Linked DNA regions of Cyprinus carpio: region 1 is linked to region 2. The links are chromatin contacts, called in public Hi-C maps. All regions are on one chromosome and are shown on one strand. Each heading gives the region's core, a stretch centred on a gene start, on an enhancer-like site or on the middle of the called end of the contact. The rest is flanking DNA. Distances are from core to core; before and after follow the strand shown. Region 1 overlaps LOC109049766 (transcription factor 4-like). Region 2 holds the start of LOC109049766 (transcription factor 4-like).

Region 1 (2,952 bases), core at 421-2,920, 100 kb before region 2:
CAAATGTCTTAAAAAAGTCCCCAAACCGAAAAAGCATTTAGTTCAGTTAGCGATTATTGCAAAGCAGATTTAAAATATGCATGTAAATATGTAAATAAAGATTGACATTTAATAACTTTCATATGCATCAAGAGAACATATTTATAATTATATTATATTGTGATTTATATTTCTATGGGACACATATTCTATAAAAACATGTTTTTTTTTTTAATGTGATGTTAAATTATATTATAGTTAATTTATTAGGATAAATGAATATGTATTAAAGTAACAGTTTATTTTATACTGCCAACAAAATAATATAGAATTATACAACATATTTCCCAGCAAATATTGTGTCTTTAGGAGGAAAAATCATCTCTCATATTTATGTCACACTTCAACCATGCAACACAAAAAAAAAAATAGATGAAAATAGATTTCAATCATGCAACGCAAATTTGCTGAAACTTTAGTTTCACTAAACGAAACATGCAACATTTGAGATTTATTAATTTCCATATGCACCAAAAGAACATATTTACATATTTATAATTAAACTATAATTGATTTATTTATAATTTAAGAATATATAAGTTAATATCAAAATATCCTAATGTATATTAACAGTGAAATTTACATATTTACCTTTATTTTTTACATTTTAGAAAATTGCTCATAAATGACAGGCACCATATTCATCATATGCACCGAGAGAACATTTATACATTTATACATATTTATACATTTATAATTAAACTATAAACTAATTTTTTATAATTATATAAATTGATATTTATATATCTTAATTTATATAAACTGCAAAATATACAGATTTACTTTTATTTTATATATGTGTTTTTACACACTTCCATGAACACAGGAGCCTTATGAAAGTTAATGCACAAATTATGATCACAAATTAGCAATTAATTTTATATTGGCAACAAAATAATTAAACGATATATTTTCCAGCAGTAGTTCATTCCGTGCAAAAAAAAGGCACGCACATATTGAACAGAGTGGGGGGGGCATCTCTCATGTGTATGTCACCGCCGTGACCTTGTGACCTCACACACACACACACACACACACACACACACACACACACACACACACACACACACACACACACACACACACACACACACAAACACACACACACACACACCGCAGTCATTGTACTCATGTTGCTTTTGCTGTTTTTAGGAAGTTTTACTTCAGACAAACTATTATTATTAGTGTGTGACTGAACTCAACCGCCTGCTAACCAACCCTATAAACATAAAAACAGCAACATAAAAAACACCAAATCAGACAAACACAGCACAGAGATCTCAACACTGCCTCAAACTGTGCTCAGATTTGTCAAGATGAGCTCAGATGTTTCCCTCCCAATGAAACGGAACATAAGTGAGAGCCACAAAAGCATCTGAAGACAAGAAACACACACCAGCGTCTCATTTACACCGCACACGTGTTACTAAGAAAGACAAAGTGGACATAAAATAAACAAACCAATCAGGCCGAGATCGCAAACCAGACGCGAGAAAAAGCCAAACCACACACAGACACACACACACACACACACACACACACACACAGAGCCCCATATAAAGTTAATTAGAATTAAGATGAAGGCTTAGTGTGTTTCATGTGAAGGGTCTGTAATGGTGAACATATGGACTGAACGGCACTTCAGACGGCCGGATCACAGACGCATTATTAAAATAATAAAACCACCAGGATCAAAGACTGATTACTTCAACATTGCAAACTTGCGGCCGTTTTTCCCTGCTGCTATTTTAGACCGAGATTCAGCCGCCGTCCAGCACACGTGTGTGTTTAACTACAGTTTTGCACAAAATTGTCCCTAAAAAAATCTGAGAAAATATCTATCTAATCTTAAAAATATAAATAGCCATTTGTTTTAAAGTTAAAAATATTTAAAAAATAAAATGCTGATCTTTTATACAGAATAAAAGCTTGTCTCGGACACAGTGTGTTTGTGTTTAGGTACAGTTTTGCACAAAATTGTCCCTAAAAATAAGTTAAATCTGACAAAATATATATCTTATCTTAAAGATAAAAACATTCATCTATCATGAAGATAAAAATATAAAAAAAATAAAATGCTGATCTTTTATACAGTATAAAAATATATTATATTTCGGACACAGTGTGTGTATGGCTACAGTTTTCAACTAAATTGTTTCTAAAAATAATTTAAATCTGAAAAAATATCAATCTTATCTTTAAGATAAAAACATTAATCTATCATGAAGATAAAAATATTAAAAAAATAAAATGCAGATCTTTTATACAACAGTATAAAACAAATTTCGGACACATTGTGTGTGTTTGGCTACAGTCTTCCACTAAATTGTTTCTAAAAATAAGTTAAATCTGACAAAATATCTTTCTTATCTTAAAGAAAAAACAAACAAACATATATTTATCTTAAAGATATAAAATACTTTAAAAATAAAATCCTGATCTTTTATACAGTATAAAACAATGCTCTATGGTATGTCCTTATTTAGCTGAACGTGTGTGTGTGTGTGTGTGTGTGTGTGTGTGTGTGTGTGTGTAAAATCTGACCTATTTCTATGCTAGAGTGTCTTAAAACACATTTGGCTTCAAACCAGCTGGACACAAAGACAATGAGACACACGAAAGCACACAAAACACTTAAAACAGCAACCCAGACCAATCACAGCCAACACAACTGACTGTGAAACTGCGAACAGTGCTGCTTATGCATGATAAAAAGCTTGCATTTTTCTTCTTTTCTAAAAAAAGCTTCTTCTAAATGATTAAATGCAAAACCAGGAGTGTCCTGAGTTCAATCACGAGACCCGTTCGGACATGAGAGAGCATTGAATCGTTTAACGTTCCCGCGTTCAGAGGTGAAAACAACCTGCCGATCACCGAATGTTTGGCACAGAAAACGTTTGGCAGGAGATGAAA
Region 2 (2,913 bases), core at 124-2,623:
CATAAAGCAGCCTGACTGTCACTTCAGCCTCTGTCTGTCTGAATGGAGTCGCTGCACACAGACAGCTGGAATATTTTTGGATCTGTGGCTTCATAAAACACATTTCCTGAGTGAAAACTTCCCAAAAGCATTTCTGACAGGATGCACATTTAGGTTTTTTTTTTTTTTTTTTTGCACTGAGTCAGATGAACCTCTAGAATCTACTCTAATCTCACGTTCCTTGTCAAAAATAATTCTGATGGAATTCCTATCATCATCTGGAAGAGATCCTAATGGGATCAAACTAGAATTCTTCAGAATTCCAGTCGGATAGAATAGGAGTGACTCCAAATGAGTAGAAATTCCATTAGAAGCATTTGTAAAGGTTCAACACAACATTTATATGAATCTATTAAAGAAAAGGGAATAAAGAAAAGGAAAAAACACAAGAAAAGACTGAATAAAGTGGGATATACTACCATTGATGTGGGGAACATTTTCAAATCGCTGTTTCGCATCTATAAGACAACAGAATTACTAATGCAACATCACATCTATCAAATCCACACAAGCTTTTTCAACTTTCTTTCAGATTTCAAATGCAATTTACGCGGCGCAAAAGTCATCTTACAAGACTTCTACTGAATCATTTGCGCGCAGAAACACAGTGACAAAACGAAACAAAGTGTGATCATTGACCTCCGGCGTGCAGAAACGCGAAGTGACTTACCGCGCTGAAATCCAGCAAATCGCTGAGTTCTTTATCCGTCCCTAACGCGGCCATTCTTTGATGATTATGGTGATGATGATGGTGATGATGCATTTTTAGAAAATCACATAAACCTAAAAACATGGAAACAGATCGCAATGAGAAAACACCCGATCAGGAGGAGCGTGTCTGAGCTTCAGAAACACACACACACGCGCGCACGCACGCGCGCACACACACACTCACTCATACACACACGGACCCACGGCACGATCGAGACCCAAAAAATCCACTCTGCATGAAAAAGAAACTGTGGATCAGAGCAACACTGTGGCACGAGGTGAAGCGGACGCGCAGGTGTCCGGTAGCACGATCGCGAGCAAAGTCTCTCCAAGTGTCCCTCCGGCGCGCGGCTTCAACAATCCGAATCAAGACGCGCGATCGCTAACTGAGGGGAATGTGGATTAAATAAACGCGCAGATCTGCCCGTAATGAGTTCCGCTCGGCTCGTGGAGTGCTTTATTGACAGGACGGTGAAGGAGCGTTCAGCGCGCGCCGGATCAGTGTGCGCGTACAGCCACCTACTGCAGGAGCGCCCTGTTTATTCACAAAAAGCCTAACTTTGACTGCCGTGAACTTATATTAAACGCTTCACAGACCGATCGAGCGCGCGAAGGTGGTTTAGTTCGAGATATACGAGTAAATATAGTAATTATTGCATATTTGTGCGCGCGTCCTAAAAGCACAGATGACAGCTGAAAGCAGATCAGAGTCAACTTTGGGTCACTTGTTTTTTTTTTTTTTTTTTTTTTAAATAAACGTATTTTAATCACTTTGACCTTTCGGGATGTTTACATTAAAAACAAACAAACAAAAAATAATTAAGGAAAAAATCAATTAAGGGAAGAAAGAAAATAAAAAAGAAGAAAAAAATGAATAAAGAAAATCCCGTTTTTAATCGCTTTTGGTCTTTCGGGATGTTTACATTAAAAATAAAAAAGAATTAAGGAAAAAAATAAAATATGAGGAAAAAATGAATAGAGAAAAAACGTTTTTAATCACTTTTGATCTTTCGGGATGTTAAAATATAGATCAATAAATTAAATAAGGTAACAAAAATTTGAAAATAAAGAGTAAAAAAAAAATTCTTATTGTGAAAAACGTTTTTAATTACTTTTGATCTTTTTTAAACAAAAAAAAAATTAAAGAGAATAAACAGGAGAAAATATCATTTAAAAAATGTGAATTAATTTGACCCTTAAATGTAAAAATTCAGCCCCTCATGCATATGCAAACTGGTAATATGCAAACTGTAAAAACTGTCTTTTAACATGATTTTAGTTGTTAGAGAATAAGGAGGCCTTGGCTGATCTTGCTTCATGCCAACAAAAAGCACTGCAGCATTTTCCCAAACACCTGTAGTGCTGCAACAGATTGTTCTGCACAAGTGGAGAGGAATGGAGGGTTTTCCCCGATGAATGTGCAAAGTCTCATTGCAGATAAATACACAGCAACTAAAACTGCAGTTTATGATGCACACAGGTTGAGTGAAGAAGAAAATAAAAGAAGCAAACCAACCCCCCCTTGCTGAAGTCCTTTAATATTTCTTTCCTTTACTCCACCAATATTAGGTGGATGACCAGAAAAATAAAAATCAGTCAGCAGGAGGCTTAGAAAACACAAAAAGCAAATCTGATCATAAATTTCACTGTGATCAGAATCAGTATTGATCTATCTGTCATCATCAGTTTAACTGATCGGTTTACTTTGATTTAAATGCATCGTTGTGCTTTCATAACAAGGGTTTAATATGGTTGCATTGGTGGATGACACACTGGGGCTTTATGAAACCCTGCAGAAGCATCTCTTTAAGAGGTCTGATGTGTCACTGGTGTCCATTATTTCACACACCTGCGCCGAAACCTTCTTATTCAATAAAAAATATGAAGATGAGGATTGAAGAGCAACAGAGAACAACTACAGCCTCCTTTAAACCTTTGCCTTGTTATGAAAGGTTCAGCCAAAAATGTGTTTTGAACCACTGATGCTGTTCAGGTGGGTCAGGAAACGAATTTGTGACACAAACATCACTTCCTGTTTGAATGCAGCGCCTCCTTGTGGTTTTGCAGATTCAGAAGTTGTAGCTAAAGTTGTAGCTTTTTAGTCCTAAAGTGACTTAATGTGCAGAAGCATTACTGTATCATCACGGCTAGATTTGGTTTCAA

The links. A called contact is a pair of places that touch in the nucleus more often than the background predicts.
Region 1: a Hi-C map of skeletal muscle shows a contact between it and region 2, with 3 times the contacts expected there. The contact joins the enhancer-like site here to the promoter of LOC109049766 in region 2. A contact is called at or near these places in 3 of 8 Hi-C or Micro-C datasets (liver and skeletal muscle).

The regions. Positions count from the first base shown.
Region 1 is chrA21:1,413,824-1,416,775 of ASM1834038v1, reverse strand. All of the region lies in intron 8 of LOC109049766 (transcription factor 4-like), which reads right to left. Among protein-coding and RNA genes, the nearest start is that of LOC109049766, 100 kb to the right of the region's middle. Within about 2 kb of position 1,670, at least 1 of the 8 cell types and tissues checked has an H3K27ac peak or open chromatin away from gene starts, as enhancers often do. A contact at or near this core is called in skeletal muscle, where this site is marked.
Region 2 is chrA21:1,308,841-1,311,753 of ASM1834038v1, reverse strand. It overlaps LOC109049766 (transcription factor 4-like), which reads right to left and starts at 1,373. Exons shown (of 20, transcript XM_042778510.1): 1 at 710-1,373; 2 at 459-497. The coding sequence starts at 832.